Regions from separate parts of the Triticum aestivum genome. Here region 2 is linked to region 1. Evidence: chromatin contacts called from public Hi-C data. All regions are on one chromosome and are shown on one strand. The core of a region is the stretch at or near the end of the contact, and the rest is flanking DNA. Distances in the headings are between cores, read along the strand shown. Region 1 holds the start of LOC123102309. Region 2 has its middle 200 kb from the start of LOC123102309.

What was found. A called contact is a pair of places that touch in the nucleus more often than the background predicts.
Region 2: a Hi-C map of leaf shows a contact between it and region 1, with 2.0 times the contacts expected there. The contact joins the enhancer-like site here to the promoter of LOC123102309 in region 1. A contact is called at or near these places in 3 of 5 Hi-C or Micro-C datasets (leaf and root).

The regions. Positions count from the first base shown.
Region 1 is chr5A:58,737,952-58,743,601 of IWGSC CS RefSeq v2.1, forward strand. It overlaps LOC123102309, which reads right to left and starts at 4,332. Exons shown (of 3, transcript XM_044523614.1): 1 at 4,064-4,332; 2 at 3,450-3,691; 3 at 2,338-3,357. The coding sequence starts at 3,635. The coding sequence ends at 3,028.
Region 2 is chr5A:58,934,474-58,940,427 of IWGSC CS RefSeq v2.1, forward strand. No RefSeq gene overlaps it. Among protein-coding and RNA genes, the nearest start is that of LOC123102309, 200 kb to the left of the region's middle. Within about 2 kb of position 3,883, at least 3 of the 8 cell types and tissues checked have an H3K27ac peak or open chromatin away from gene starts, as enhancers often do. A contact at or near this core is called in leaf, where this site is marked.

The DNA of each region.
Region 1 (5,650 bases), core at 3,082-5,581:
GTCTTGAGCTAGCAGAGCAGAGGATGACCAACCCCCAAGGGCAACGGAGGATGAATAGCGGCAAGGAGCTCCCTAGTGACGCCTTCAAGAAGGTGGACGACATCCGAGGATGACGCCGTCATAGAGCTTTCGCCTGGAGCATAACCGGTTAAATTCCCAGAGGGAAGAGCCGAGAGCTGCGAATCCGGACCGAGAGACAGGAGTGGCACATGAGCCACGCCCCCAAGAGGGTAAGCGACGCTGGAGTAGCACCGTCGTGGTCAGCTGACAAGGTCAGCGGGGATTTCTCCCGTAGCACATCCGTCAATGGTGGGCCGCCATCCAAGTGGAGACGAGGGGCAACAGAGGACAGGACCGAGACGGACATGTGAGGCGGATGGTGGTGAACCGAGGAAGGACGAGTGGAGCAGGCCGCCAGTGAGGAGGGTGGAGACGAGGTGGGGTAGTGGAGTAGCGGGGTCCGCTGTACCACGACAGGGGGGTGGGGGCACTGCCAAGTGGAGGCCCTTCCCGGTAGGAACCGGCGGCGTCCGAGGTGGACAGAGGGTGGGGGCACCCGAGTGGAGGTTCTTCCCGGCAGGGACCCGCGATGGCGAAGGCGAGGAGGCCAGGAGGGGTCCGTCGCTGGATCCACCGGACCAGCCGCAGCCCGTCCGTGACGGGCGCGCGCGGGGGGTGGGGGGAGGGGGCGGGGTGGAGGCGCAGGACGGGTCGTTGACGTGGAGGGGAGGGGATGCCGGCACCGGATCTGCGGCTGCCCGGCTCCGGTCGGGGAGGAGGACGGGGTCGAGGAGGATCCATGGGGAGCGAGACGAGGTGGAGCGGGGTGCATCGTCCGCCGGAGAGGATGAGGGTGGCGAGTGGAGCTATGGGTGCTGCGAGCCGAGGGAGAGTCGGTTCTTTTTTACTTCACATATAAGATTTGTATGAAGTCAAATATCATAAAGTTAGACCAACTATATATTAAAAATATCAATTGACAATACGAAATCAACATCATCAAATGGGTCATGAATTTAATTTTCATATATTTTAACTATAGTATTGTAGATGTTGATATTTTTTCATGTAAATATGTCAAACTTTACAAAGTTTAACTTTAGAGAATCCTTGCATGCAAAGTAAAAATGGACCGGAGGGAGTATAATGTGTGGGGGAGTATTCTCTTTCCTCACCATTTTCTTTTCCTCCCGCATTGGAGCTTGCCAGTTGGACGGCTGAACGGTCATCATGCATTTTTAAAGCTAAAACATTTTTTTTGTTGAAAAGGACAGACAAGCACCTGACGGGTGGGGGCGTCATGGGCTTTTAGGTTAGCTCTGATTCCACTGATTGTGCTCCAATTGCAGCCGAAAGTGTGAGGTTGACAACCAATTTGACAAAAAACCAGCAGGGCGCAAAATGCAGCTATCAAGAGTCAAGAGCTTATGTTGTGTCTTACTTTAAACATGGCGAGGGAAAATCAGAGCAGCAGTAACTGAGAAGTGTAAATAGACAGAAAAAAAATCAAAAATATATCTATACATGGGTCTTTTTATTTCCTTCAGTTTCTGTGTTTGAGTCAGTCTGAGACATAAACAAAAATATCTCAAGCATCTTCAGGGTCTACTATATATTCTCCTTTCGAAAAGGCCTGGCCTGAGATCCAAACAAAGATTACTTTACTTCCGGTGAAATCCTGCGTTTGAATCTGTCCTCAAGTGCACTCAAGTTGCCATGCCCCTTGCTTGCTTGCTTGCATCCTCCTGCCTCCTTTTCCCTCCCAGCCTCACACCTTTTGAGGTGAGATCACTGCATCTACGTCTCACCTTGTGGCAGGCACAAGACGCCACAAAGCATGTGGCTTTTGACTCGCAGCAGGTGGCAAGATAAGAACGTGTGCTGCATGCTTTTTCGGCCTGTATTTTACTGGTGGTAAATAGTGCAACTTGTTCACCGTTGCAGCTGTTGGCAGAGCATCTGCGTCAACAACTTGGTTGATTGATTGACCGCCCCAATAAATCCAGTGGATTCAACACAAAAGATTCAGTACTAGTAGTAGTACCACATCTAGTACATCTCAAAGAAAAGGACACACTTGGGGTGAAGGCCACAAGAAAAACCATGGTATTTCATCTTTGGCCCTTCAGATCCCCATGAGCCAGCTTGAGATTATTAGCCACTCAGGGAGGCTATTTTGCATTAGTCATTGGCTAGTCAGCATCCTTATCACCTACGTGTTGGTTGAGCACATGGAAACCATGTGTTGTGATGGGGCTCCAACCACCAAGAAATTGAGAGGTGACGAAAAATTCCAAAAAATAAAAGATGTCACAAGGGATGGTGATAATCATGGCATGAGATATTACACATATTGCTTCAATGAAACGATATATTACATATACAGAGAAAACGATATCAGGAATACATCATTCATGCCTCTCACACAACTCACTCATTGACTTGACTTAAACCTAGCTGCTCTCTCTTCTCTTCTGGTAGCCACTCTTTTGTACACATCTCCATGGCCTTGCTGGCCCTGGATTTCTTGGTTGCATGGACAAAAACAATTCCATCATAAACCAAAAATAAGCATGATGACAGATGAACTAGGACAGGTACCTAACTAATTCCCAACCCCTCCCTCCAACCTAATTGAATGACTAATCCAGAAGGAAGGCAAAGGGACTCATGAAAAAATTGATTCATACAAAGAGGGCTAAACTTCGTGTTTCTCGTGCCCTCTGTCCCAGATCCCCCCTTCTAGATTTCTTCTACCCCGTCCCCCCAAACTAGAGCTCCCAAATTTACATGAAGGGCACCTGCATCTGAACCTGAAATTTATTTACATACAAAAAGATTTGTGGTAAAATTACCTAGACTCATTATACTTATGGGATTTGATTGATGGATTATATAGTTTTTAGGGGTTAAATTTTGGACTTAAGCTCCTCTCACTCATCTCCTCACTCTCATCTCTCTCCCTCCCAAAGCTTTTGCACTACTGAGGGGAGAAGATTTCCTGGTTATTCGATGTTGTATGTGCATCTAGACCATGGCGGCGATGCCATGGCCACGGCCGCTACGGCCACCGTCGAGGCAGTCAAAACCCTCGACGCGGACGGCTGGCTGGAACACGCGAGCGCACCCAGCCGAGGAACGGGGCGACATCGGCGGTCCCGCCGGGCGTGGGGTGGGACGGACCACCACCGGCGCTGGCGTGACCGGCGACATCACCGGCCACCATGGCAGGGGACTGGACGGGCAGTCCATGCCGAACCGGCTGTCGTGGACCACCGGGTTCGAGGCCCGCCGCGGAGGCGAGCCACAGAACAGCGGCGGCTGAGGGGACGCCGCGGAAAGATTGCTCTCGTCGCCCTGCAAGAACCGGAGCAGAAACATCAGCGACCCGTTGGAGAAGCCACGCGAGGAAATCATGGATCTTGGGCCGAGGCGGAGAAAGAACTCACCTTTGATAGGAGGAGGTCGAGCAGATCCATGCCGGCGCCCGCGTCAGAGTGGCCGCTCTGGTGGCACCGGAGGGGCGCGACCGGGCGGCGCGGCTTGGGGCAGAAGAGCGGGCTCTTCGCGTCGGTGGCGGCAGCGGCAGCGGCGGCGACCGGGACGGGGCTCTTCATGGCGGCGAAGTGGCTCATGGTTTCTTTTTTGGGTTTTTTCGGTTAGTTGATTAGATCCGGAAAATTTACAGACCCTGCAAGAACAAGAACAGCCAAAGAAATTGCTCAGTTTCACCTCTAAAATCGTTCAATCTTCACACGAACGAGACACCAAAAAACATTTGCTAACTAATCTGATTTTTCCCCACCCACACAGAAAGAAATCAAAAGAAACTGGAACCTTCCAGAAGATTTGTCACAGAAGAACAAATCCTCTCGGTTTTATTCTCTCTTTTTGCAAGAACATGTGGTGGGTTCCCAAGATCTGTAACAAAACCTATCAAGAAAACAGAAAGAACGAGCCTCACCTCTACCCCAGACCACACAACACAGATCCCCAACAGAAGATGAGAAACTAGAGGGAGAGAGATAAATAGAGAGATGGGGGAGAGGAGGTTGATGTTTACCTGAAGCTTCGCCTCTGGATTTCTCTCCTTGGATACAGGGGGAGAGAAAGGAGGAGAGCCAAAACTATTGTTACTCCTACCAAGAAATAAAAATAAAACAAAAGAAGAAACTCTCAGGATTATGAGAGGAGCGGGATGGGCGTGCCGATGGGAGGAAGGAAAGGGTAGGAGGGGATGGGAGGCCTTAAATAGCCAGGAAACGGGGAACCACACGGGGACAGCTTACCCGTAGCAAGTGGCAAATATTGTTATTTTCTCTCTTTTCTCTTTCTTTCATAATATAAAGAAGGGAATCCTTGATAGTAAAAAAATGGGGAGATATTTAATAATTGCATATGGGAAGCAGGTTGAGCAAAAGCTGGTGGGGGGCAAGAGGAAATTATTTCGGCCTGCACGGCAAAACTGCTGCCATAATTGAAGCAATAAACAAGATGGGACCTTTTTCTTCCTCGATTGGTCATGGAGGCCACCTTTTCTTTCGGTTTCTTTTTATTTGTGTAGGGAGGCTGGTTTTCGTGCTTCTTTGAATGATTTGGTCTGTACGCCACTCCACCACCCCTTGTTTCCTTGTGTACTTGCTCTTGAATCCTAAGCTGTCTGCCAATAATTTTGATATAATTTGTATCTCTGCAAAGAGGTCTCATGTGCAGGAGTCTGATCTTTGTAGCGTAGTTTTTCCTTATTTTTAGAGACATTATCTTTGTAACATAGTACTTCCTTCTCTCTGGTTTATTGGGCTCATCTCATTTTTTTGGTTTTACCATACTATAAGTCTTATTTTCACTTCATTCCACCACATGTTCACAATCCAAGTTGCATTAAATTGATGCATGCAAAGATTAAAAGAAACCAACCAGTGCATGTAACTATTCCTACTCATTTGGTGGTCATCCATGTATATATTGTAATTAATCCATATTAAAGTTTGAGTAATTTTATAAATTATGAGATACTCCACTCATCATCTGCATTGATTGACGAGATTTTAAATTCAAGCCCTATAAACCGAAAAGGAGGGAGTACCACCATTTTGGATCTAAAATGATGAGACCTGGACAAACCTGGCCATATGGGTCGTGCTTATAAATCCAGCCCGCGGCATGTATTTTTTGGCACGGCACGAAGTGGCACGCGGATACATGGGTTGGGCCGGCCTTCAGCACGCCATGGGCCAGTGTTGATTCCTAAGGTCAAGCTTTAAGGGTGGCCTGACACGACCCTTTTAACTATGGCGCCATTTTAGGGGTTTTCTAGAGCTGTTTTGGACGTTTTAGGGTATTTCTACAATTGTTTTAGGGATGTTTAAGCCTTTTAGGTCTTTTTTGGTAGTTTAGGCCTTTTATGTCCTTTTTGGCCTTTTTAATGTGGGTCGGTGTGCGGGGCCGATCCTCCATCCAAACTCTTCGAGTTGGCACGACGCATCCTTTTTATAGAAAGGCCGACATGGGTTGTGCTGTGCCTTGCCTTATCCGAGGCTTGACGGGTCGTGTCGACCTAGATGGTCAGGTTAGACCTGAGTTACTTCTCTACTCTCTCATATATTTGTTTTGTTTTTCTATGTACTGCTCAACAAGGTTGCTCTGAAAA
Region 2 (5,954 bases), core at 2,633-5,132, 200 kb after region 1:
ATGAGAAACTTTGGTGGGGCCGAGTTAGACTTTTTGGTTTAGGACATATGTGGAAGTGAGAAAGTAGTGGAGGGTTTTGGAGCATACCACTAAGCATTTTGAGCAAGATTCTTATTAAGCAACACCTCATCCCTTCTTAATAGTATTGGCTTTTCCTATAGACTCAATGTGATCTTGGATCACTAAAATAAAAAATGTATAGTCTTGTGCTTTGAGCTTGAGCCAATCCTTTGTCCTCAGCATTTTGAAGGGTCCACTTTCTAATCCATGCCATGCCAAACGTTGAGCTTTCCTGAAATATTTATCTTGGAATAGCATTAGCTCAATGAGCTATATGTTGTTAGGAATTACCAAAACCACCCAGGGATAGTTGCACTTTCAGCTTTTCTTTAATGCGTTTTAGCTAGGCATGATGATTTCATTGATGCTCGCATAAAAGATAAGAATTGAAATATAAAGAGAGCATCATGAATCATAAGTTACTCTCTCATAATAATTTTCAGTAGCATCATGAATAGATTCATCAATATAACCATCACATACAGCATTCTTTTCATGATCCAAAAGCATAGAAAATTTATTACTCTGCATATAAGCAATTTTATTCTCATTAATAATAGTGGGAGTATCATAGGAAACCTGAATACTATAAATTGTTCCCCTAGGGACAAATGACTTTTTTGTTGACAAAAACTATCAACTTTTATTACCTTGCAATTTATTTGTTGTTTTATTCTCACAAAGTACTTATAGTTTTATCCTTGCAAAATAGTTTCATACTTGTTTCGGGTAAAGCAAACCTCAAGTGTGCGTAGATTTGTATTGGTGGTCAATAGAACTTGAGGGAATATTTGTTCTACCTTTAGCTCCTCATTGGGTTCGACACTCTTATTTGTCGAAGAAGGCTACAAACGATCCCCTATACTTGTGGGTTATCAACCCCCAAGTAGGTCGGCTATGGCGGCCTCCTCTTCGGGTCATGTTCATCCAGCGGCAATGGCCTACTACTACCACGAGGTCGTGTTCATCCAACCCCAATGGGAACAGTTCATCCAATCCCAACCATGTACGTCTCGATCCATTCAGCCAACCCCCATGTTCACTGTTCATCAAGAGGCAGCAAGTTCGATCGGCTTCAGTTAGCAGAAGTAGTGAAGGACTCCCTCGGTCGGGTTCAGTTAACAGCCAGGGATCTATCGATCGCTCGGGTTCAGTAACGTAGCTAGTGCAATCGCTCGGTTGAGTAAGCGAACACCTCGCTTGGGTTTAGTTAGAGCCCAATGCCTCGCACAGGTGCACGTACGTGTACGAGAGAAACGCGCAATCTCTTCGTGTATCGCTCGGCCCCGACCACCCACCGTAACCGGGAACTCCCCGAATTTTTCCTCGCCCTCGCTTCTACCACGATTTTTTTCCGTCATGGATGGCCCAAAGAATGTCATGCAGGTGCATCTCCGGCCCGCCCAGGACGAAAAGCCCATTTTTCTGTCATGATTTTTTGTCATAGAAGTAGGAGCCCACCACATCTATGATTATACTGGGTTTTGTCACCATTATCGTCATAGAAGTGTCCTAAGAATGATAGAATTCGTTCGGCCCAAAATGTCACGGATGTGTCTTTCTTTGTAGTGAGAGCTAGCGGTCGGGGCACCGTACAATGGATGTGGCGTCACAGCTGGCTGCCAGACAGTCGGCGGCCCGTAGTTGGCGTTGTTGTTGGGCGTCGTGGACTGGTGGCAGGCCATGCCAGCGAATGGCGAAGGGCCACTGGGGCGCGGCCCGAGTATGCCGGCGCCCGGAGCATGTGGTTGCCACGGCATGGGTCAGGCATGCACCATGCCGGTCAATGGTGTCGGGGCCAGAGAAGTGACGGGGTGGCACACCTCCCTCTTCGAAGTTGGAGGACTGCCCTCCCCCCCCCCCGCCGCCGTTGTTGGACGAGCCGCCCCTGCCGGATTCGGAGCTCTTGCCCTTGCCCTTGTAGCCGCCGCCGCCGTCCCAGCCACCACGGAAGTTGCCACCACCACCACTCCCGCCACCATGGGTGTTGTTCGGCATGCGGGCAGCATGGAGAGCGGTGTCAGTGGCCTAACGGCTTTCCTCCAGCGGTAGAAATCCATGACAGCGGAGTAAGGTGGGGGCGGGAGTCTTCATGGTGAGGATAGGTATGGCGTATAGAAAGCGGGGATGTAGCCCTCGGATAATATTCAGTACCTGATCACAATTAGTGACAGGGGCGTCGAGATCGGCCATCGGCGCAATCCTTGAGCTTGGCGAAGAAGGAGATGATGGACATGAAGCCCTGCTCGAGACGGTGAAATTTGGTGGCGAGGATGACCACCTGGTGCTCGCTGTTCTCGAGGAAGAGGGTGTAGATCGCGGCCCAAACCTCGGCCACAGTCGCACCACGCTGATGGATGAGCCCGAAGTTGTCGGCGCTGACGCGGTTGTAGAGGCAGGACACGATTTGGGTCTCATCCTGCATCCAGCCCGGATCGGCACGATGCGGCGCGCCGGTGATGTGGTCGGTTACATCGCTCTTCTGAAACATCACCTCAAAGAGTGTACGCCAATGGGAGAACTTAGGAGGGTTGAGCGAGAGCACGATCGGGACGTGTTGATTGATGAACACGCTCGAGAGAGGAGAGGGGTTAGGCGGTGCTGGTGTAGTGGATGAGGAGGCGGTGTGGTCTGGGACGAACAAGGCGCCACCGCAGTTGAAGAGGGATGGGGTGAGGAGGGTGGGCGGCGTGCTGCTGGTGTGGTAGGGGCGCCGCCGACGCCATGGCCGAAGATGGGTGGTGGAGGAGGCGGGGGAGAAGGTGCGACCATGGCTAGGTGCGGTTAGGGATGGGGAAGAGAGAGCAGCGGAAGAGGTCTAGCGTCACGGGAGGAGACCGGCGTCTGATACCATGTGAACTGGTGGGATCGGGGAAGCAGTGCACCTTGGGTGCTGCTGTATTCTCTTGGGTATATATGGTGTTACAGTACAACAGAGAGAGCGCATAGAGTAGGGGAGCGACATGAAGTAGATCGTGGTGATCGTGCAGGTCATGGGAGAGCTATACAGAGGACTAGGGTCAGTTAACAGCAAACACTTATTTTGGGACACAGAGTACATGATAGTGTTTTGTTTTTCATGATTTATATTTGAAATGTAATCATAAGACTGCCTGATTGTCCAATAATATGCATATTCATAACTAACAATGATATGATCAAGCTCCATGCAACCTGGTATCTTGGAAATTTTTGTAATGTATAAAATGGATACACCATGTGCCACCGTACGAGACATTTAGGGCTAGTTTGGTTTGAGTCCTGGACACGAACGAAACATCTTCCAGGCTGCTCTCAGGCAGGCTCCAGGACAAGCAAACTTTTGTGTGGACTTCAACTAAACTAGCCCTTAGACCTATGGTGTGTAATTCTGCACATGAAAACATACCACCCACACATGCACCGGAGAGGAGCCCCTTGAAATCTGCGAGTACGAGAAAAACAAGTTACTTGGATGAAGATGTTTTTGATGAGACAAAATTCATTGCGGTGAGCATTCATTGCAACAAAAGCAATACGTAGGCATTTGGGTGATATCACCATATCCCTGTGTTTTTTCTTCTAAATCTGTTTCAGCCCTAGTTGTTGAAGGTGTAGAGGTCCAAGAAGAGGAAATATCCGATGCTCAATAGAGAAAACTAACGGCCGCGCAAGAGCCAGAACCCATGAGTCATGGAGTGGTTTGGCCGTTTCGTGACTATGAAATTCGTTGCGTATTTTGGGAGTCCGTGGGGCCCCGAGTGATTTCACAGGGTGCCCCACAGCTAACACCGAAGAAAAGCAAACCTACTCCGTACATAATTAGTGTGACTACGAAGCTAATTGGGTATACAACGGTAAACTACTGGGCGTTGTTTATCAGAGGTTTGACCAGCCATGGAGGGAGCGAAGAAAGAGCGCACGATGGTGATAAAATATCAAGCCATCTCGATTTCCGCTGTCCCCCAGAAATAATTCTAAAAACAAGGGATAGAATTGGCATCTTCCTGCCACTCTCTTCCCACCAGGCCAGCAGTGAGACCAAACCATGGCAGCACCAGTGGCCATGTGTCGCGCTCGATGGCCCTCACCACCATGTCCGCCGAGATGGCGTCGCAGGGCCCAGTGGCAGTGAGCAACAACGCCGTGGTTCTGAGGCGGTAGGACTCTGCCTCCATCGCCGGCGTGCTGACCACCGAGCTGATGGACGTCATCGGCCTACGATGCGCCGCCCCCGGAATGTACTACTCCTCCATTGGACCTTGGGGCGGCACCGGAGCACTCGGCGGGGGTGCGGCAGGGCCTTCCTTTGGTGCCTGCAGATAGCGGTGGACGGCGGGGGTGCGCGACCTGGCGTGGGGGGTGCGCAGCATGGCAGAAGTGAGATCGGGGGCGTGCCCAGCAGTGTCTTTTCTACGAACAGGGCACTCACGCTCGAGATGGCCCGTTCGCTTGCAGGTGTAGCAGATTCGAGGGTCGCGGCACTCGAAGAATTTATGCCGGGGGGCGAGGCATCGGTAGCAGCAGTTCCCAAATCTCCTCTTGAAGGCCTCTGCAGCTGCGGATGCCGGGCGTTCATGGTGAGATCCCGCCGAATCCTTTGGCCGCTGCCGCGGGCAATCTATCTGGCGCCTCGCCAGGCTCCTCTCACGCCTCGAGAGCACCCGCGTCCACTCGCGGCTCGCTGTGGCGGGGTCAGGCGGTACGGGCGGCGTGCAAATCTGATGCCCAGACGCAGGAGATCCCTCGCGTGCCTGACGAGCAGCGGTGCCCGGAGCGGGGCTGGCGTCCACCACCGCAGGATCCACAATAATGGAGTTCAGGCGCGGCCTGGCCGAATTGGCCACATCAGCCCAAGAGCGGCGGAGGAGCTCTGGCAGCTCGGACTGAGTGGTGTGCACCTGCCCGGGAAAGGAAAGGGAGGGGGGCGCACTTACTCGAGATGCAGCCTCCTCCGCCATGGCGGACAGAGCCACACACGGAAGGATTCTCCCGGAGACCAGGTCCACCCAGCCCTCGGGCGGACCGACGACTGCCTCCCGGAGAGCGATACAGGGCAGCACGCGCCCTGATGCACCATCAATGAGCTGCGGCAGCCCCAGGCCGGCGAGCGTAGGGGAGGCCGCCGCGGTAGCTGCGGTAGGTGGTGGAGCGAGTAACATCTCGCGAGCTTATCCAATGCGAGATTCTGAACCCTCTCTGCTGCAGAGATCATCCCTGGCGCGACATCGACGTGGCTCCTTGCTTTCCGGAGGATTTCATCCTCACCCTGAAGGAGCGTCGACAGTGCGACATGGTCTTCGAAGGGCGCTACGTGGAGGTGGCCGGCATCAAGTTCCAGCTCCGGCCCTGGTTCCCCCTCCGGGCGGCAGCCGGGTCTGGCGCTACTACTGCAGGGTGGCCATTGAGGGCCTGCCGCTGACGCATGGGACTGGGACAACGTGCAAGAGGTGATCGGCAAATGCTGCAAGCTCGACCTCATCGAGCGGCAATACCTGACCAAGGCCAATTGCTCCGCCCTCTTCGCGTGGCTCTGGACATGGGATGCGGACCTCATCCCGCGCGCCTCCGAGTTCAATGTCATCAACCGCGACGACGTGGTGCACTCAAGGGATTCACTGCCGGAGGGTGTGCCGGCGGAGCAGGGCAAAGAAGGGCCGCATTTTCCTGTCCTAATCCACCTGGACGTGGTCAAGGACTACACTCCCATCTCGCCTGCGGCAAGCCCGATGCGTGATGGGGATCAGGAATGGCCGCGTGTCTACCGCCACAAAGACTGGCACATGGGCACGAAGGATGGTGAGCGCAGAGCTCGTCCGGAGGCACCAACGCGTGCTCCCCCCTGTGCGTCGCCGCCCGGACGACGATAGAGACGACCGCGATAACGGCCAGGGAATGAGGCGCGGGAAGCGGAG